7 separate regions of the Mus musculus genome follow, and regions 1, 2, 3, 4, 6 and 7 are each linked to region 5. Evidence: chromatin contacts called from public HiChIP or PLAC-seq and promoter capture Hi-C data. All regions are on one chromosome and are shown on one strand. Each heading gives the region's core, a stretch centred on a gene start, on an enhancer-like site or on the middle of the called end of the contact. The rest is flanking DNA. Distances are from core to core; before and after follow the strand shown.

Region 1 (2,700 bases), core at 119-2,618, 870 kb before region 5:
ACCCCCCAGGGTCCTGCTATTTAATATTCTTGGCGCCATTCATATTCCTGGAGCAAAGCACAACTGCCCTGTAAAGTCTCACGAGGCTGGAGCTGTTACTCCTATTTTACAGATGACAGACACAATAGACTGAGAGCGAGTAAACTCCGTGTCATTCAGGCATGTTAGGTGCCTATATGTTTAGCTGTGCTCCCCCAAGAGTGGAGCATGACTTCCTCAAGATTAGCGATGGGAGTTCCAGGTCAAGAGACAACTGGAGTGGGTGTCCCAGAAAACAGGGCAGGCCTCTAATTCTGGAGAGGCTACAGGGCTGGTTAGCCAGGCCTATGGTTTCAGTCTCTTCCTGAGCTCTGGGGACCCAGGGGAACCAGCAGCCCTCTGGCTGGCTACCGATACCCTGTGATGCTCATTGTCTCACCTGATGTTTCTCCAAGGACATGCCATAGCCCCCAATTGCTACTTTGCCAGACACAGCAGAGTCCAGAGCCTTCAGGGACAGAATCCACCATCACTGACCTGGGCCAGACATTGTCATCTGCCAGGGGCTCATTTCAAGAAGGTAGTTCCCTTTAAAATAAGATGCTGCCCCACTTGGGGCAGCAGGCCATGGAAGAAGAGATGCTTTTTTATGTGCCAGTGTGTTTTGAGATGATGAGAACTCCTGGCTCCACCCAGTGCAACATGTGACTGTGAGGTTAGACAAAGAGAAGGACTTTTCAGGAAGAAGGGTGGGAACAGCATCGGAGCACTATTTTCGGTAGAGCAGCCACTCAGCGGAAAGGTCCGCCTTGGACAGCAGGGACATTTCTAAAGTTGCAAACACCAGAGACAAAGATCAAGGGCAAATGGGGAGACGAAAGGGCTCCGTTTGGCTGGTGAGGGGGTGGGAAGGATAGAAGGGAGTCAGGGGGCACGTGCTCTGGGGCCCAGTTACTACCTTACTGATAGTCACAAGAACAGGATCTGTGTGGCTGGGTAGGACCTAGTGGGCAGCGAGGACAGGAGCCCCTGTGATAGGAGGGGAGGAGCCTTGTTATCTCAGGTGTGGAAGGGGCAGGTTAAGTGAGGACGGATGGGAGCGCTTCTGAGCTCAAGCAAGGCAGGCCTGAAACTGCGGGGTAGTCGGACAAGCCCCAGGAATCTTGGCTGGCCCCATGGACTGGACCGCCTGGCAAGAGGGCTTGTGCACTGAGACCCAGGGTCAGGCCCAGGGCCTTGCCTGGATGGAGCTGAGGCCTCCGAAGGGGCTGGTGTTTGTGAGGAGCGGTGGGTCAGACCCTCCGGGAGGATCCTGTCCGGGGAGGAGCAGTGGGAGGCGGGGCGGAGGGGGAGGGCTGGAGGAGGGGCCGGGCCTCTGTCCACCTCGTCAGTGCTGGTTGGAGGGACGCAGGGGCGCGGAGCCCGCCGAGCAGAGGGTTCCCGCAGGCAGGCAGGCAGGCAGGCAGGCAGAGCCGGCTGCCATGGCGCTGGTGGGGCCTAGGATTTGGGGCCCTAGACGAGATATTTACCCCCTGTTGCTGCTACTGCTACTGCTGCTGCTGCTGCTGCTGCCTTGGGTCCCGGCTGGTGAGTGTGGCTGGGCCTGGGGGTGAGCGTGGCTGGGCTGGCCTGAGAGAATGGTGATGCTAGAGGCAAGAGTGTCCCGGGCCCTAGACAGTGTGGGGACAGTGCGGGTGTCTTGGGACTCACTTGGAGAGCTCGGAGTGTTCTGGAGGCTTCAGACTGAGGAGTCTATGCGGTGGGGCCAGGAGGATGAGGGCTGGTGTGGTCTGTAGAAGCCAGTCTGGGAGAGCTGGTGTGGTGTGGCGTAGTGTGTTGAGGGAAAAGCTGGGAATCTTGGTGTGAGGAGCCACTTAGGGAAAGCGTGCCGGGATAGATGGAAATGCGTGAATTGGAGAAGTTTCAGCAAACTCAGGCAATCTCCATAGAGTCTGCCGGAGTCACGTGTTGACCTGGGATGCAGGTGACATGTAAAGTTGCCCGGTGGGTGGACGTTCTGTTTGAGGGGATTGATTGTTGAGAGTTGTGTCCTCGCTGAACTAGCTGTAAGTTGTCCGGCATGTTCAACTGGCCTTTCCTGGCAACGGGAGGTGTGGGTGTGGGTGGGGCTAGATTAAGATAGGGGAGGGGGAAGAGAACCAGGGTTAGGGGAGAGCTTGCCCTCATTGCTCCCTTCTATGGGTCCTCTGCCAGCACTTGAGGGGCAACCGGTAGAGCTGTTCCGGGTCTTTGGAATGGCTAGGGATTCGGGATCATACGTGTGTGTCCCTGCAGCAGGTTTCTGGCATTCCTCAACTATGCTGGAAGGGCTCCCTGAAGCCAGCCCAGGCAGCCAGTACATTGGCTTTGTCCAAGTGCATTCAACACTGAGCCTGGAATTCCTACTGGGGGGTCTGGAGGACGCTTTGGCTTGGTCACTATAGTTACGAGGGCAGTAGGGAGGGCCCGGCTTCCCCTGCAATAGGTGAACCCCACCAGTGGCATTCCCCCTGCCTGCCTACAAAGCCGTTATTGCCTCTTCTCTGTGGAAAGGGGGAGGATGAGGACCCTGGGTACAGCGAGGACCTGTTTTAGGGAGGAAACCAAATGAAGGTTGAGGAGGGAAGGGACCTAGAAGAAGCTGGTACCTGAGGCAAATGAGGGTGGAGAAACCAGGCAACTCCAGGCTGTCTGTACATTAGGGCGTGAGGTTCTGGGCTG
Region 2 (2,700 bases), core at 59-2,558, 800 kb before region 5:
CTCTCTCTCTCTCTCTCTCCTTCCCCCTCCCCCCTCTCTTCTCTTCCCCTCTTCATTTGTCGGCCTGTCTCCATCATGTCTTACAAGGATGGAGACAGGGCCCTTACTTATCTTACAGTGTGTGGATGAAACAGTGTGTATGCAAATAGGGGCCCAGTCCCAGCCTTGAGGAGAGCATCGGGTAAGAAACTATTTTTTTCTCCCTGACAGTGGCTTCTCTTGGCACTGAGGACTTTGTAGAGGGCCTTTTGCTGTCGCCCTGTAGGATGTGTCCACCGGGACTGTCCTGCCTAGGCACCAGCACCAGGGCTGTAATGTAGAAGGATTAATGTCACTATTACAACAGTCCTGGTTTTCACAGGCCAGAGAAGTGAACTTTTGTTAGTTTTATTTTGTTTCATCTTATTACTTACTTTTGAGTCACAATGTTATATGTATCCCAGACTGGCTTCAAGCTTGTGTTGTTCCTGCCTTAGCTTCCCAAGGCCTAAGATTATAGACTTGTATTACTAAACCAACTCTAGCTAAGAAAGTGGACTTGAGGAATGTAAGACCAGAGTGGGAATGTTGAGGGTTATGACTGGGGTTTGAGTCAGACTGCTTGGAGTCTTCATACATCTGAGCAGGTCCCTTCAGGTCTTTCAGCTTTTGATCCATAAAATAAGGTCATGGTCCCTGCCTTCATATAAGATATTGTGAGGCCTGTTCCTCCAGCCCCAAGGAGAGGATTTACATACTAGGGTTATATGTGTAGCACTGGTGAATCGTAAGTGAACATTAAATGTTATTATGGATTAGAAAAAAACTGGATTAGTATGCTAAATCTGTGACTTTAGAGACACTGTAAGATGAAGCTACAGTTTGGATGCATATCAGGTTCAAATGGTTTAGAGAACAATGCCAAGTAAGGAAAACACAGAAAAATGTACATTTTTAAACTGTTAGAACTCTTAAAACTCAGACTGCCCAGAAAGACTGTACTCCTTCGATCAATGACTCATCAGAGAAGGTCCCAGGGAAGGACTGAAGGACAATCCAAGGGGCAAGTCTGGAAAGAATTAAAAAAAAAAAAGGGGGGGGGTGCTGGTGGTTTCTCTATCCCCCTCCTCCCTGCTAATCTGTCACCTAATAAGAAGGGGCCTGGCTCAAGTGAGCTGGCTGGCGGTTCACTTGCAGCAAACTGATTAAGAATGTTCAACCAACAGCAGACTGTAGACCTTTCCAGAGAAAATAAATAGAGTGTAGACTGTATGCAAATGTGTTTGTCACTTTGACAGCACGTCTCAATTAAGGCATCTCGCGGCTGTGGGTAGGCTCTGTGGCTGCAGCTGGAAGGGAGAGCCTGCTGCACGGCTGATACTAGGGGCTTGACCTTAATCCGTATGCATGCATTAAAAAAAATTCCTGCCTTCCTGTACACTTGCATAATGCTGGCAGCCACGTGAGGGAAGTGACAAATGGGGGTGGGGGGTGGGGGAAAGCCACTTTCATCCTCCCCAGTTTGCAGACCTGTGAAGGCACAGACAGCTCTTATTTCAACAGAGTTTGGGGTGGCTTTTTAATTGTTTATCCCCCACCCGTGTGAGCACACACACTCTTATTCTGCATTTAGCTGGGAATGACATTAAAGCATCTCTCTATTTCTTGCTGAAATGGAAAGAAGGTCTCTCTATTTCAAATAGGGCCTCCTTTTTTGTGTGTTTTGAAAATGGAATGTTTAACACCATGAATTCCCTCCCCCCTCTGCCTCCTCTTTCTCTGTAATGGGCTCCCAACTCCAGTGAGGGTTCCTTTCATGGGCAGGTTCGCATGTGCAGGAATGAGGACAAAGGAAAGCAGGAAGCTGACTCTGGAATGCCATGCTGGTGACAGCCAGGGCTGTGCTTTCAGCACACATGGCCAGGAACTAGGATGAGGATTGCTCCAACAAGGGCCCAAGCCCCAGAGGAGAGAGGCAGGTCCTCGGGGTGCAGACACTGGTGCGCTTTGAAGAGAACGGCAGTTAGTCAGCACTTCTGCTTTACAGGATGTGCCAGGTTCTATGACATTCCTTTAAGTATAAAATTAGAAGAGGTGCAGCTTTCCCCAATTGATGAGGTTTGGACGTTTACTGGAAAAGACTGACTAGAAGAGAATGATTTCATTCGTCAGTTATGTTCTGCAAAAAGAACCCACAGCGGCTGTTTTGCTAGTTCCTTTTCCTCTTATGTTTTTATTTATTTTTGTTTGTGTAAACATATACTTATGTATGTGGGGGCTGTGTGTGCCTAGGCCCAAATGTGGAAGTCAGAGGACAAATTGGGAGAGGTGCTTTTCTCATTTTATGATGCAGTAGCTGGAGACTGAGCTTAGATTGTCAGGTTTGGCCGTGCTGAGCCATCTGAAGGGGCTGGTTCACTTTATTTTTAAGTAGTTCAATGCCTGATACATAATGGCACCTGATAAATGTCTCAAAATAAGAAATGTTTTAAATGAAGGATTCTAGGTCCTTTTTGAGGTAAAATAGCAATCCTATTAACAGTAAATAGAAGTCATACAGACAGGTCCCCTGCACATATGTAGCAGACAGGTAGCTTGGTTTCATGCTGGTCCTCCAATAACTGGAGGGATTCTGTACCCGGGGTGGGGGGGAGGGGGGAAGAGACCTCTCCTTTCTCAGAGATGAAGGAGGTGGGGAGGGATGGGGGAGGAGTCATGTGA
Region 3 (2,700 bases), core at 6-2,505, 940 kb before region 5:
CTTGACATCTCTCTCCACCCAACCTAAAACCTCCACATAACCTCCTTATCCCCATTTCTCTCCCAAAGCCCTCAAACTCAGTACCTGTGTAAACCACTCCTCCTCCCACTTGCTCTATCCTCCTCTACCCTGAATACAGAACCAAGCCATTTTCCCCAAGCCTGTCAACCCCTTCCTGTCTCCTTCCATACTTCCCAGCCAGATACTCACTAGGGAACTCCTGACGTCCTGGGCGCACACACACAGACAGACATCTCCTGCCTGAATACCCTCAATTTCAACCGCCACCATTTGAGAGAACCCCCTCCTCTGACACTCCTTCCCTCCATCTTTTGGGGCTCAGCCTGCTCGCCACACTCCCAGCTACGGACCCCTCCTCCGCCATTTCCCTTCAGGCGTCCGGTGGCCTTCCCGCTGCCTGCCCCATTCTCTGCCCCTCACAAGCAGCGCTAACCAGGGCATCTGCTCCTTCCATTTCTGCCTAGAGGTGCCCATCTTGTCCCTCCCTCCACCACCTCACTTGCCCCTGCCCGCCCCAAATCCCCCTACACACCCATCCGAATCCCCAAACGGAACGTCCTCCTTCCCTCTCGAGCCCGACCTAGGCCCCCATGGGTCCCCCAGGCGTGCCCTTGAGGCCCTGGTCACCGTGGGGCCGGGTCCCTCAACGCTCCCTTACACCCAAATCTGCCCACACCCTGTGCCCGCCCCCCGAGCCTCTCCCCAGCTCTTGCCCGCAACGTCCTCCAGCACCTGCCCCGAGTCCGGAACCCTCCCACCTCCCCAGAGCTGGCGCCCCGCACGCTGCCCACGCCCTCGGGAGGTTCAGGGCCGGGACCCGCGACCCCGACCCCGAAAGCAAGCAAGGCGACCCGCAGTCCTGACGCGGACCGGCCGGGTACCGCGGCGGCGACCACAAAGCTCAAGCCGCGGGGCTGGGATTGCGCCGCGCTCCTCGCCTCAGCAGCCGCCGCCGCTGCTAAGGACGCACAACAAACAATGCGGGGCCCGGGCAGCCTCCGCCAACTGCCTCAACCGCCGCCTCAACCGCCGCCCGCCCGGGACGGCCCGCCGCGCAGGCGCCGGCCCCGCCGCAGCCTACCCGCGCCGCCGCGCTCCGCCCGCGTCCGCTCCCCGCTCCCGCTCCGCCGCCGCCGCCACCTCGTCCGCCCGCGTCTCCGGCTCCTCAGCACAGCGGCGGCGGCTGCGGCGGCTGCTGCCTTGGTGGCGCTCGCGGATCCGAGCTCGGCTTCGGCAGCGACCGCGGCGGCGGCGGCAAGCACGTGACGCCGCCGAGCACGCCCATTGGCCGATCCAGGGGGCGGGGCCCGCGGCTGCTGGGGAACGGAAAGCCCGCCCCATCGCCCTCCGCGCGCCCCCTGCACGCGCGCTCTGCCGCACCTGAGAGCTCCGGCCAGCGCCCGCCGCCGCCGCGCCGCGCTGTCGCCTGCGTCAACTGCGCACCTGGGAGCGCGCAGGGCGCTCAGGCCCGCGGCCGCCGCCTGCACCTGCGAGACCGCTTACGTAAACTGCGTCCCGCCCACCTCGCGGCGCCTAGCCCGGGCCGCAAACCGTACCTGAGCCCCGCTGTGCCTGCGGCGGTAAGCGTTGCTGGGCGGAGGCCAACTGCTGAAAAGAGCTAAGCGCGCATTAACTTCGTAACTGCAGGTTCTGAGAGCTGCTCCCGGCCGCAATGAGAGCCGGCTTCCCCAGGTTCTGCGTCCCGGTGCGGGATGCTTCTCCAGCTCCAGCCTCGGCCTTTACGCTAACGGAGTAAGCGCCGCAATGCCTCCCGGGTGGAGGAGGGGCAGGCAGTACCTTGGCTGAGTAAGAGACTCCGATCCCTCCTTGATTCGCTCCCCCTCCCACTTGCCGGTTGTGTGACCTTGGCCAAGTTACCGAACCGCTCGAGCTTCAGTTTCCACTTCACAAAAACTAAAACTGTAATTCCTATTTAAGAGCCGTTGAGCAGATGGCATAAAACAATAGATATGAATTTTCCTGGCACATAGCAAGCACTGAACAAAAATCAAAATCTCCTCTCCCTACTCCACCCTTAATGGCCCGGGAAATCCTTTCCCTCCTTATTTCCCTCCTTAGGTCTGGAGTAGTCTAGCTAAACACCTACCCACTTTGTTCCAACGGTGGTACTGGGAAAGAAATAAAAGGTTCAAGTTTTATTTTACAGCTCTACGTTGGCATCTTCTTAGTGCCTAGCATTCTCCCAGGGGGTTCAGCCCATGCTTAGTGTGTGTTGCATGCTCCACACTCGGCAGGGTGCTAGAATGCACTGAAGAATAAGTCAAGGTCCTTAGCCTAAAGCAAACCTAGCAAAGAACCCCACTTAATTTGAGCAGACAGTAGGGGACTGACCTCCCACACTCCCCCTGGTAGGTCCCCTTCTCATCTTGCTCCTGTACCAGACTCAAATATTAACAGCTCTGGACTGGAAATGATTCTCAATAATACTTGCCTGACATGGACAAAGTCCAGGGTTGCATCCACAGCACTACCAAAATATATGACCTCAGTACTTCATTCACAGAATATGTTAATACTTAGAGTTAAAAAGCTTTGAGTATGGCCTTCAACTTCAGGACATACACACTTCCCATTGCCCCTCCTTGACACTTCATTAACAACAAAGCTGTCCTTTCCTAGCTATCCCCAGGTCTGTAACATATCCCTGAAGTCTATGCT
Region 4 (2,700 bases), core at 179-2,678, 850 kb before region 5:
GGTGGTGGACCAGGAATGCCAACAGCCCCAATATGGTGGGTTACTGCATTCTGAGAAACACTCTTAGGGAAGGTGAGCATATGCTGGGGTTTCTAAGGCAACTTCAAGGGAGCCACAGGAGAGGAAGGAGTGTGAGGCATGTGTGAGGTTTTAAAGTTCCTATGGACAGCTGAAACACAAGGTTACTAAAAGTGCTGCACGAGATAGAATTTGAAGCCCACCAAGTAGCTCAGAGACCAAGGGGTCTCATGTTGCTCAGGCTAGCCCTGAACTCACCATGTAGCAAAGGGTGATCTTGATCTGAACTTGTGATTCTCCTGCCTCTACTTCCCCAGTTTAGGGACTATGGATATGGGCCCCTACACCCCATTTGTTGGGTGCTAGGGATGGAACCCAAAGCCTCCTACAAGCTAGGCAGTCTACCAACCGAAGCTACTCTGCCAGCCTTACAGAAGGTGAGGAGGAGAAGGATATGACTGGACCAGCACCTGTGTGCAGTGAAGAGCGAGCCTCCTTCAGGGAGGAGGGGAGCAGGTTAGATTTAGGAGGAGCTAAGATTATTAATATGTCTAGGGCCTTCAAGGTAGCAGGTATTGTGGTCCCCCTAGGACTACCCCGGAACTGATTCCCTCCCAGGAGGAGAATGCATAAGGGGTGGAAGAGGGAGCTGCAGTTTCTGAGATCAGGTGACAGGTGGGTGACTGCCCTGGTCAACAGTTATGGATTGTGGACCCTACCACCTGAATGCCTGGGGACAGGGTGGTGTAGGAGAAGTCTGGCAGGTCATTTCCCAGCGGCTCTCTCTCTGCAGGTGTGGCCGAGGCCACGTTCCGCGAGGGCCCTCCTGCTGTGTTCACAGGCCACAACGTGTCCTCATCGCTCAGCGGGCTCACCCTGGCCTTCCGCACGCGCGACTCCGAGGCTGGGCTACTGCGCGCCGTCTCCGCCGCAGGTGCCCACTCCAATATCTGGTTGGCGGTGCGCAACGGCTCGCTGGCAGGAGATGTGGCGGGTTCGGTGCTGCCCGCGCCCGGGCCGCGCGTGGCCGACGGCGCCTGGCATCGCGTGCGCCTAGCCCGGGAGTTCCCACAGGCCGCTGCCTCGCGCTGGCTGCTGTGGCTGGACGGCGCGGCGACACCCGTGGCCTTGCACGGCTTGGGCGGCGACCTGGGCTTTCTGCAGGGTCCGGGTGCAGTGCCTCTGCTACTGGCTGAGAACTTCACGGGCTGCCTGGGCCGCGTGGCACTTGGCGACTTCCCGTTACCCTTGGCGCCACCGCGGTCTGGCACGGTGTCTGGGGCGCGCGAGCACTTCGTGGCCTGGCCCGGGTCTCCGGCCGTGAGTCTCGGCTGCCGTGGCGGACCCGTATGTTCACCCTCGCCCTGCCTGCACGGTGGCGCCTGCCGCGACCTCTTCGACGCCTTTGCTTGCTCCTGCGGCCCCGCCTGGGAAGGACCCCGCTGCGAGATCCGCGCTGACCCATGTCGCTCCACTCCCTGTGTCCGGGGCCAATGCCATGCGCGCCCCGACGGCCGCTTCGAGTGTCGCTGCCCTCCGGGCTTCTCCGGCCCGCGCTGCAGGTGCGGGTGACAAGGGGACCTGACCTGGGCATAGCAGTGGGTAGAGATGACTGCTGATTTACCGTGGGTGGAGTTTGGAGGGAAAAAGTTCTTCATAGCTTGTTCAGTTTGGTGTCCATAAAGATAAAATACAAGCCGGGCGTGGTGGTGCACGCCTTTAATCCCAGCACCTGGGAGGCAGAGGCAGGCGGATTTCTGAGTTCGAGGCCAGCCTGGTCTACAAAGTGGGTTCCAGGACAGCCAGGGCTATACAGAGAAACCCTGTCTTAAAAAAAAAAAAAAAAAAAAAAGACAAAATACAGGTTATAATAGTTGGCAAAATTTGAATTTCAGGACGATGTTGTGGCTTGGGTAGAATTAGGAGGGCAGGACGAATCAGGGAGCATGGTTTGCAGCAAGCTGCCTTTGAAACTCCCGTTTCCTTCCGGTCCAGAGCTGTCTAGCTCTCCTCTCTCCTCATGTTTAGCAACTGTTTTGCGCTGCCCTTTAAAGTCAGCACGAATCAAAGGCCTCAGCTCTTGTGGAGTTGGGGGAAGCGGCAGAATGACAGCCCTGCGTTCCTTTGCTTCCTGGGGAAGGCTGTTGAAGGCAGGCCTGCATTCCCCAGAGAGCACCACTATGGCCAGCTCCCAGCACCTCACTGGACTTGCTTTTCTCTGCAGGTTGCCTGTCCTGCCTCAGGGATGCAACCTCAACTCCACATGCAAGGATGGCGCCCCTTGTGAAGGCGGCCCCTTAGGCACCAACTGCAGTTGCCAGGAAGGTCTTGCTGGCCTCAGGTGGGTCTGGAGACCAGGGCCTGTGGTGTTGACTGGGAGCTTGCCCCTGGGACGCCCAGCCTGGGCGGGAGAAATGAGGTCCTCCTTGTCTTCTTCCCATTGACTTAAGTGCCAGATCCATCAGTATCTTTTGGTTCTTTTAGGACTTCCCAGACCATTATCTGTTAGGCAGACACTGGCTGGGCAGTAACTGTCACCCAGTTTCTTCCTTTTTTCTTTGTTTTTTTATTTTTATTTATTTTTATTATTTTTTTTTAGGCAGGGTTTCATTATGTAGCTGACTGTCTCTGGAACTTAATCTGTAGACCAGGCTGGCCTCAAACTCAAGAGATTCACCTGCC
Region 5 (2,700 bases), core at 127-2,626:
GGAAAGAAAAAATGTGGAATGAAGACCCACAATCTTTCCAACAAAATATTTCCAACAAAATAGGTCAGCAAGTACAATACACTAGTCGGGCAAGCCTGGAAAACTGAATTCCATTGTAAGAAGCCACATGAAGCTCAGAATGGACTCCACCAAGTTGTTCTCTGACCTCTACACTTGTCCCATAGCATATGTACAAGCACATACACAGAGAAAATTTAGGAAACAGTCACCTCTATTAGTTTTTGAAATGTGACTCTCTTCACCCCACTAACAACATTAATCGCTAGCCTTTATTATCTTTACAGTTTATTTCAGGATTTATCTCCATTTGATGGATAGAGATTTAACTCTGTAAAAAAAAAAAAAAAAGGCTGAGGGCAGAGTGGCTCTCCCAACGTTGTGGAGGCAGAAGCAGGTAAATTTCTAGTTTAAAGCAGCCTGATCTACAACAATCGGGGCTATATAATGAGACCCTGTCTCAAAGGGGGGGGGGGGGGGGGGGACTAAACTGCCCAAGTAGTTCACTAGAAACAGTATGGAAGCATTAAACATCTAAACAAACCAATTAATCCCAAATTCTGTGCTTTCCCATTGTAGCATCCTGCTTCCTAGAGTACCTTAGGAAAAGCCAAATTGCCCTCATGTGTAAAACTTCAAAATGAGTAAATACAAACTATTTAACATGTAAAACCTCTTGATCAAGGCATTCCCTAATAAAAGCCGATTCTCATGATGCACTCTGACAGTTCTAGCTGGAAGCTTGAGTCCAAGTGGTCTAACTACGGTTAATAGGTCAGTTACCGCTACGGTCGGCCTGTCTAGGCTTACCTTATACACCACCCCCGCGATGGTAGTGCCAGTTTTCCGAGCTTTCGGGAGCTTGAACCCCTTTTTTGCGAAATCCGCTTCCAAGACAGCATTCCTAAGGGAAGGCACAGAAATCAAGTGTTAGAGGACAAGACCACTGGCGAGAAGAGTGGGTGCTTAGGAAGGAACTCAATTTTCTTCCACCCCAGTGTGATCACTGGATTCTCCCATTATTAGCACCATCGGCGAGGAATTACAGATCGGGGCGGTGACCCAATCCCTCCAAAGCCACAGGAAAGTCCAAATCCTTACACACTGGCAAGGGGAGAGGGCCGCGCCGGCCTCAGAAGCAGCCCGCGCTGGGGCCCGATTCCCTGAGTCACACGGCCGCGGGCACCATCCCCACGCTCGCCTCACGCCCCCGACCCCGGCCGCAGCCCAGTTCCGATCCGGCGTACAGAGTTCCCACTCGGGTCCCGATCGCGCCCCCGGGCATGAACACACCTGCGACAATTATCAAAAGAAAAGCCTCCGACCGGTGGCTGAAACACCGACACAGCCGCCATCTTGCCAAGAAAGTGTTTCCGGGCCGAGGGCGGAGCGACAAAAAAAGAACTTAGCACTTCCGGCGCCGCGAGAGACCGGGACGAGAGGGCGGGGCAAACTTCGAACTGGCGCTCTTGGACATAGAGTTCTTGAGTTCTCACTTCCTAGAGAGGCTTGGGTCTTTGAAGTAGTTTTGCCTCAAGTCCTGGGAAGGGGAAACTGACGATCAGCCGAAGGGATGGAATTTGTTAAATCAGATAATAAAATTCCCCCAATAACCAAATCTCCTGACGCTCAGACCAGATCTGTTTCTGCGGTTAAACTAGAATCCGGCGTGTATCAGGGACATCCACACACCCCAGGTCCAGGCAAAGCCGCTGAGCAAATCCCTTTCAACTCCCTTATTTCCTACTGTTAGTGTGTAACGGAGCTTTCACCTTCCTCAGAAAGGCAAACAGACACATGGAAAGACGTTTCGTGCCCTGAGTCACGAGGACAAGGCAACCCCAAGCCCCCAGTGAGACACTGCTTTGGACCCACTACAATGACTGGAGTTGGACAGAGAAAAACTCTCTGTGACAGGTGGGAATATAAAACGGTCATCTGCTCCGGAAAACGAACTGGATCTTAAACCAAAATTATCACTGTCATACCTACCCAGAAGAACTGGAAAGCTAAGTTCACAGATGCTTCTAGGCAAATGAGCATAGCAACCAGGTACCTAACAGGCAAATCGGGAAACAACACAAATGCCCATTGACGGATGAATGAGTAAACAAAATGTGGAATATCAGCACAGTGAAACAGTATTAGGCCGTAAAAGGGAAGGGAATGTGATACCTACTAAATCAGGGGTGACCCTGGAAAACAATTTGCTAAATATAAAGAGACTAGGCATGGAGAAGAAGAACCACATTGTATAATTACATTCACATGTGATATACTATACATTCATGTGGTAATCATGTTCACATGCCTGTGGGTACATGTGGGTGTATGGTTAATGTTGGGAGTCCTCCACCACTCTCCACTTTACTCTTTCAGTCATCTTCCCTCTGGGCCATCTCCCCAGCCTTAGAGAGTTCCATTTGTATGAAGTATCTCAAAATAGGCAAATCTGCAGAAGCATAAAGTGAATCAGTAGTTGTTAAGGCTGAAGGAGAGGCACTGGATTGTTTATGGGCACAGAATTCATAATGTTACCCAGCACTATGAGTGCAGTGTTATGTAATTTTAAGAAAATCTTCTACTGATGGAAATGTGAGGCTTGCTGCGGAAGTCAGGAAAATATTTTTAAACTTATTTAGGCAATAAGTGACACCCTCCATGACTGTGAAATGAATTCAT
Region 6 (2,700 bases), core at 63-2,562, 770 kb before region 5:
GCCTCAGCCTCAGAAGGGCTCAGTGCAGCCCAGAACTCCAGGAGAGAAGCTAGAGAGCCTCTCTAAGTCTGTTTCCTTAGGCGTACAAGGGAGAGACCCTTCACTTCATATTGAAGGTCTTAAATCACATCTCTGTCAAGGATGTTGACAGAAATTACCTATAGGAACATGCAAAGGGCCAGTAATGTCCTTCCCGGTTCTTTTTAGATATCATTTGAGGTTCATATCACATCTGAGGTGGCAATGCCAGAACCCTCCCTTCAACAAATACCTATGGTCAAGGTGATCCTGTCCAGACAAAGTAGGGAGAGGCTGCCAAGGGAGGGGTGATGTGAAAGCAGAGCACCCACGAAGGGCAGGGGTGGGTTAAGTGGAGTGGGATGAAAGGCTGTGAGCAGAGAGCAGGCTGGGTTGGGCAGGAAGCAGATAGGAGCTGCTGTCTGGGGTATACAAGCACATCATATATAGGATGAGAAAGGAAGATGCTCCTTCCTCATTGGGCACATTTTCCTGAGAGCTAATGATTCAAGAAATGGTGGGTGCTGGCTCTGCAGAAGACACAAAAATTCACTTCTCAGCACATTCTGACTATTCTTTCCCAAGCATTTCCCATCCAGCAATGAAAGAGTCCTACGGAGGCTTTGCAGCACATTTCTGAAGGGGCTTGGCTCACCCACAACAGCTGCCATGTCACCCCCATTTACTGGCTCCTAGTGCCTGTAGAACCAAGTAAAGTTCAGAGGTGGAGAGAAGCCTGATACCCCACCTCAGCTTCTCATTCTCCAAATACCTTGGTTCCAGTAACCAGTTCTCCAGAAGGTTCCATTGACCTCTGCTTTTTCACGTGCCACATCTTCTCCTGGGGAATTTTTCATGTCTTATAAAACCTAACTCAAAAATCTAGCAGACTTGGGATGGGACACTTGTCATGGTCTTTGCTGAACCTTCTGTAGGTCTTGAGCACCCAAGCTTTCCACTGCAAGAGCATTTGGGGCTAGTCATTGCCTTGCCTAGTCACCTGTCAGTTCCCACTCCAGAGGTGTCTTTCTCAGGGGCAGAGGTGTCTGGAGTATCACTAGCTTCCTGCATAGGATAACAGGGATGCTGGAAGAGAAGGCAAACAGAGTACACAGCCAGCCAGAGGATGCAAGGAAGGCTAGGAAAGGAGGGAGGCAGGGAAAAGAAAAGGTAGTGTATGCAGGGAGGGGTGAGAGGCAGAGGAGGCAGGGAACCCCGGCTAATTAGACCACATGTGCAGAGCAGCATCTGGCTCCAAGTACAGCAGTTTCCAGCACTCCTGGAGTTGTCGTGGAGACGACCACATGACCCGCCCGGAGCTGAGGCTCTGGGGCAGCAATCCAGATGCACTCCTAACATATTCTGACAGAGAGCAGATGGACAGCTATTTGCTGGGCCAAAAAATGCCAGCTTCTCTCCCCTCCAGACCCTGTATGCCCTCGATGATAATTTTCATTGTGTAAAGTCACTTTTTAAAATTTACCTCAATTTTTCTATTGTATGTATGTATGTATGTATGTATGTATGTATGTATGTATATGTGTGGGTGTTTTTTTCTTGCATGGATGTCTGTACCCACAGAGTCTAGAAGTGGATGTCAGATTTTCTGGACCTGGAGTTATAGACAGTAGTGAGCCACCATGTAGATGCTGGAAATAGAACCAGAGTCTTCTGAAGAGCAGCCAGTGCTCTTATCTGATGAGCCATTTCTCTAGTCCCAGTGTAAACTCACTCTGAATGACCCCCATCCACTGGTTCTCTCACAGATCAGTGTGGGCACCACTACTTGTGTACCCACCTCAACAGCCTGGTCCTGTGGCATAAGTGAGGAGATGTTACCACTTTTAACAAAGGGGCTCTTCAAAGTTTGGAGCTGAGATGAAAGGATGGACCATGTAGAGACTGCCATATCCAGGGATCCACCTCATAATCAGCATCCAAACGCTGACACCATTGCATACACTAGCAAGATTTTATTGAAAGGACCCAGATGTAGCTGTCTCTTGTGAGACTATGCCGGGGCCTAGCAAACACAGAAGTGGATGCTCACAGTCAGCTAATGGATGGATCATAGGGCTCCCAATGGAGGAGCTAGAGAAAGTAGCCAAGGAGCTAAAGGGATCTGCAACCCTATAGGTGGAACAACATTATGAACTAACCAGTACCCCGGAGCTCTTGACTCTAGCTGCATATATATCAAAAGATGGCCTAGTCGGCCATCACTGGAAAGAGAGGCCCATTGGACTTGCAAACTTTATATGCCCCAGTACAGGGGAATACCAGGGCCAAAAAGGGGGAGTGGGTGGGCAGGGGAGTGGGGGTGGGTGGATATGGGGGACTTTTGGTATAGCATTGGAAATGTAAATGAGCTAAATACCTAATAAAAAATGGAAAAAGAAAAAAAAAGAAAAAGAAAAAAAAAAACAAAAACAAACAAACAAACAAAAAAAACCAAAGGGGCTCTTAAAGCCAGGCTCCCTGTTGCAAAGTGTATAAATCTCCCAACTCTGTGGTCTTACCTAGCAGAATAGGCAATCCTTTGTTATGTCAGCCTCCAGTGGCTGAGCTCCTATTCTATCTGCACTGGTCTTGGACATGCTGCCAGCCACTCTAAATTCAGGTTAATGCTCTGTAAAGTGGGTTTTGTAACATCTATCTTCACAGATTTGTTTTAAAGGAGTC
Region 7 (2,700 bases), core at 19-2,518, 730 kb before region 5:
CTGGAACACTGACAGGCAAGTTTTCAAATGCATATGGAATATTCACTTTCAAGTAAACTCATGGAAGGCAGCCTTGTGGTAAAAGGGCTTTAGTGTCTAACTTGGCTCTGATACCCACACTATAATCATTATGAGCTAGAATAAAAATCTACTTTAAAAAAAAAAAGATCAAGAGAGGGCCACATTGACACTTTGGTGCTTAAAATTTTCCTTCAATAGGGTTCCTTGGCTCTTGTGGGGACTGAGGCAGGGAAATCACAGTTTGAAGTCAACCTGACTATAGTACTGAGATTTTTTTTTTTAAGATTTATTTATTTATTATATGTAAGTACACTGTAGTTGTCTTCAGACACACCAGAAGAGGGAGTCAGATTTCGTTATGGATGGTTGTGAGCCACCATGTGGTTGCTGAGATTTGAACTCAGGACCTTCGGAAGAGCAGTCGGGTGCTTTTACCTGTTGAGCCATCTCACCAGCCCCCCAGTATTGAGATCTTATCTCAAACAAAAACAAAAGAAATAAACAGAAACAGGCCACCTAAGCCTGATCTCTTTACTGGGAGACAGTGTGTCAGTAGAAAGGGCACAGGCTTAGGATCAATCAGGTTAGTGCCTAGTTAAGTCATACATGCCCAGGCTACAAAGGTTCACAATAAATATCTGTGCTTCTGTTTCCTCACTAGTCATGGTTCTGAAATACTGGCTCCCTTATCTTCACCCCATGAACAATGTCCTGGTGAACTAAGTGATCCATGGGAAATACCCAGCTCACTGCCTGACACGCTAGAAGGTACCGAAACCACCAGCGTCCCCTCCCCCAAGCTGGTTCTCCCCAGTCCTGCTGAGGGTAAAGCCAGAAGTTCTTACTACACAATTCACAGGGTCCTCATGGCAGGAGGCCACAGGAATGGTACAGCTGGATTTAAAAAGATGACTAAATTATCCAACAATGGCAAATACATATAATAAACCTATCCCATGAGTGTTTTATTTGGTTTCAAGGCCCTGCTGAGCCCACATCCTGCTATCCCCTTAAACCTGGGGTCTGCAAGGCTTCTCACACAGGGAAAATTGGTGGTGCCCTCTCTCCCACTCAGACTTGCTTCTTGTGCCCTCTGCCCAAGGATGGCAATGTCACAAGGGCAAGGGAGCTGCACAATGCCCAGAGATTTATGAAAATACGCATGAGAAAGAGGGAGTGCTGTGTGGAGCGTGTCATGTGGGCAGGCCTGGTGCATGGGAGCAATTAGAGCCAGTTTGCAACAACTCAGTGCTGCTCTATTCAATTGCTTAAAGAATTGCCATGGCAACAGCAGCCACACATAGTAAAGTGGCAGCAAGATGGAGCAAACACTTGAAAAAGACTCTCTCGTTAACCCTCCTCCCTTCCCCAAAACGAATAAAGGGCCATTTTGCTTCTCTGAAATGGCCTTCCAATCAATGTCCACACTTTATACCAAAGTGGGTGACCAATGCCCATCCTCATTTTTGCCTTCTTGCTTTTATTTTATTTTAGGTATTAACGATGATAGCAGCCTTTTAATGAGCTCCTACTATGTCCTGGGCCCTGGGCTGGTGAAAATATCATTTAATGATTCCACCAGCTGGCATTACTGTGTGTAACTGTATCTGCACTGGGGACAATCAAAGTCCTGGATACCATCCCTGAAGGCTAGAGAGATGGAGTCACAGCACAGTTGCTTGAGAGGGTCAGCTTTAGTTGAGCCTTAAACCAGCATCTCACAAGCCCAGTTGTGTGCTAGGGACACAGATGACTAGGAAGTTCTTCCCCTCAGAAAGATCATCCAGTGGAGGAAACAGGCAAGATGTCCATGAGGAGGATACCACCTCCCATCAGCTGATGGGTAATCTGTTAGCTCTGTAGCCATACAAGTGATAGCACAAGGAACTGAGTGCTTAGACTGAGTTCCAGCAACATGCCCTGTGCTTTGTGGAGCATTTTACAATCCTGTCAAGAGCACCTCTCAAGACCATAGAAGGCAGTGCTTATTCATGGGTGGACTAAGATGTGGAATCAAACCTCACACAACTGTGACTTGCCTGAATCCAAGTCACCCTGATAACACACTTGTAGTGTTTACTCTGTTGTAGCTTCTGGCAGAAGGGTTGCAGTTTAGGTACATAGCTTATTCCTGGAACAGGACATTTGAAGCCAAGAGGCCCTTTGTGATCATAAAATTAGCCACAAAAAGGGCCAGTGAAAACCTGAGTGGCTGTTGCCGAAGCGCTCTGAGCAAAGGGCTCTCTGTTCCCCTTGTCCCCTCAGTGTGTGAGACAGGTTCAGGGGCCATTCTGGTGTGCTCCACATAACTGACATCATAGTGAATAGTGACTGGTCTCTCAGGCTAGAAGTCTGAGCTCTTCTGAGGTGACCACAGTTAAGTCATGAGACTCCATGAATGAGGAAACTCTTCATTCAGTCAGCTCTTTGTTCTTGAAGAAGCAGCAAGATAAAGGTGGGGACTAGAAGATGCAGTGAGGGAAAAGGAGAATGAAGGATCCACAGGCATTATGTGGGTGGAGTCACGCAACCATAATGGGCTGCCTTGGCACTGACTGACTGGTGTCTGTCTGAAGAAGGCTGCTCATGTCAACCTTGTCATGGGGCCTCTGACATAGCTACACATAGTAGGCATTCAAAAATGGTATTTGGATAAATAGACAAACCCCTCAAAAATAT

The links. Promoter capture Hi-C pulls out the DNA fragments that hold promoters and counts their contacts. HiChIP or PLAC-seq counts read pairs in DNA pulled down with a chosen protein or histone mark. Capture Hi-C pulls out chosen DNA fragments and counts their contacts.
Region 1: a contact with region 5 is called in a promoter capture Hi-C map of liver, with 4 times the contacts expected there. The contact joins the promoter of Crb2 here to the promoter of Psmb7 in region 5. A contact is called at or near these places in 10 of 39 promoter capture datasets (the C10 cell line, the HPC-7 cell line, cranial neural crest and 5 more), 1 of 15 datasets of contacts at CTCF or cohesin (embryonic stem cells), 2 of 484 Hi-C or Micro-C datasets (both in the G1E-ER4 cell line), 12 of 115 datasets of contacts at active chromatin or transcription factors (the SCID.adh cell line, astrocytes, cardiomyocytes and 7 more) and 1 of 9 other capture datasets (liver).
Region 2: a contact with region 5 is called in an H3K4me3 HiChIP or PLAC-seq map of embryonic basal ganglia, with 5 times the contacts expected there. The contact joins the enhancer-like site here to the promoter of Psmb7 in region 5. A contact is called at or near these places in 14 of 39 promoter capture datasets (the 3T3-L1 cell line, the C10 cell line, HPC-7-derived erythroid cells and 9 more), 1 of 484 Hi-C or Micro-C datasets (bone marrow-derived macrophages) and 11 of 115 datasets of contacts at active chromatin or transcription factors (astrocytes, bone marrow-derived macrophages, embryonic basal ganglia and 8 more).
Region 3: a promoter capture Hi-C map of neutrophils shows a contact between it and region 5, with 5 times the contacts expected there. The contact joins the promoter of Strbp here to the promoter of Psmb7 in region 5. A contact is called at or near these places in 5 of 39 promoter capture datasets (cranial neural crest, liver, neutrophils and 1 more), 3 of 115 datasets of contacts at active chromatin or transcription factors (embryonic forebrain, regulatory T cells and stem cell-derived neural progenitor cells) and 1 of 9 other capture datasets (adipose tissue).
Region 4: a promoter capture Hi-C map of liver shows a contact between it and region 5, with 4 times the contacts expected there. The contact joins the enhancer-like site here to the promoter of Psmb7 in region 5. A contact is called at or near these places in 15 of 39 promoter capture datasets (the 3T3-L1 cell line, the C10 cell line, the HPC-7 cell line and 8 more), 1 of 15 datasets of contacts at CTCF or cohesin (embryonic stem cells), 4 of 484 Hi-C or Micro-C datasets (the P5424 cell line, bone marrow-derived macrophages, embryonic fibroblasts and 1 more), 11 of 115 datasets of contacts at active chromatin or transcription factors (the SCID.adh cell line, cardiomyocytes, embryonic basal ganglia and 7 more) and 1 of 9 other capture datasets (embryonic stem cells).
Region 6: an H3K4me3 HiChIP or PLAC-seq map of embryonic limb bud shows a contact between it and region 5, with 4 times the contacts expected there. The contact joins the enhancer-like site here to the promoter of Psmb7 in region 5. A contact is called at or near these places in 8 of 39 promoter capture datasets (the C10 cell line, HPC-7-derived erythroid cells, cranial neural crest and 4 more) and 9 of 115 datasets of contacts at active chromatin or transcription factors (acute myeloid leukemia, bone marrow-derived macrophages, embryonic basal ganglia and 5 more).
Region 7: a contact with region 5 is called in an H3K4me3 HiChIP or PLAC-seq map of embryonic basal ganglia, with 9 times the contacts expected there. The contact joins the enhancer-like site here to the promoter of Psmb7 in region 5. A contact is called at or near these places in 7 of 39 promoter capture datasets (the C10 cell line, cranial neural crest, embryonic stem cells and 4 more), 9 of 115 datasets of contacts at active chromatin or transcription factors (SST interneurons, bone marrow-derived macrophages, embryonic basal ganglia and 6 more) and 1 of 9 other capture datasets (embryonic stem cells).

Annotation. Positions count from the first base shown.
Region 1 is chr2:37,774,881-37,777,580 of GRCm38.p6, forward strand. It overlaps Crb2 (crumbs family member 2), which reads left to right and starts at 1,369. Exons shown (of 13, transcript NM_001163566.1): 1 at 1,369-1,566. The coding sequence starts at 1,461.
Region 2 is chr2:37,841,028-37,843,727 of GRCm38.p6, forward strand. The region is part of intron 19 of Dennd1a (DENN/MADD domain containing 1A); the gene reads right to left. Among named protein-coding and RNA genes, the nearest start is that of Crb2, 66 kb to the left of the region's middle. Within about 2 kb of position 1,309, at least 85 of the 459 cell types and tissues checked have an H3K27ac peak or open chromatin away from gene starts, as enhancers often do. A contact at or near this core is called in embryonic basal ganglia, embryonic limb bud, forebrain and 2 more, where this site is marked.
Region 3 is chr2:37,702,090-37,704,789 of GRCm38.p6, forward strand. Strbp (spermatid perinuclear RNA binding protein) reads right to left here and starts at 1,256. Exons shown (of 18, transcript NM_001379315.1): 1 at 1,103-1,256.
Region 4 is chr2:37,792,288-37,794,987 of GRCm38.p6, forward strand. Crb2 (crumbs family member 2) reads left to right here. Exons shown (of 13, transcript NM_001163566.1): 10 at 812-1,580; 11 at 2,243-2,359. Among named protein-coding and RNA genes, the nearest start is that of Crb2, 17 kb to the left of the region's middle. Within about 2 kb of position 1,429, at least 8 of the 459 cell types and tissues checked have an H3K27ac peak or open chromatin away from gene starts, as enhancers often do.
Region 5 is chr2:38,642,530-38,645,229 of GRCm38.p6, forward strand. Psmb7 (proteasome (prosome, macropain) subunit, beta type 7) reads right to left here and starts at 1,377. Exons shown (of 8, transcript NM_011187.1): 1 at 1,312-1,377; 2 at 829-922. The coding sequence starts at 1,373.
Region 6 is chr2:37,868,524-37,871,223 of GRCm38.p6, forward strand. All of the region lies in intron 13 of Dennd1a (DENN/MADD domain containing 1A), which reads right to left. Among named protein-coding and RNA genes, the nearest start is that of Crb2, 94 kb to the left of the region's middle. Within about 2 kb of position 1,313, at least 17 of the 459 cell types and tissues checked have an H3K27ac peak or open chromatin away from gene starts, as enhancers often do. A contact at or near this core is called in embryonic limb bud, where this site is marked.
Region 7 is chr2:37,907,658-37,910,357 of GRCm38.p6, forward strand. All of the region lies in intron 13 of Dennd1a (DENN/MADD domain containing 1A), which reads right to left. Among named protein-coding and RNA genes, the nearest start is that of Crb2, 130 kb to the left of the region's middle. Within about 2 kb of position 1,269, at least 47 of the 459 cell types and tissues checked have an H3K27ac peak or open chromatin away from gene starts, as enhancers often do. A contact at or near this core is called in SST interneurons, embryonic basal ganglia, embryonic forebrain and 2 more, where this site is marked.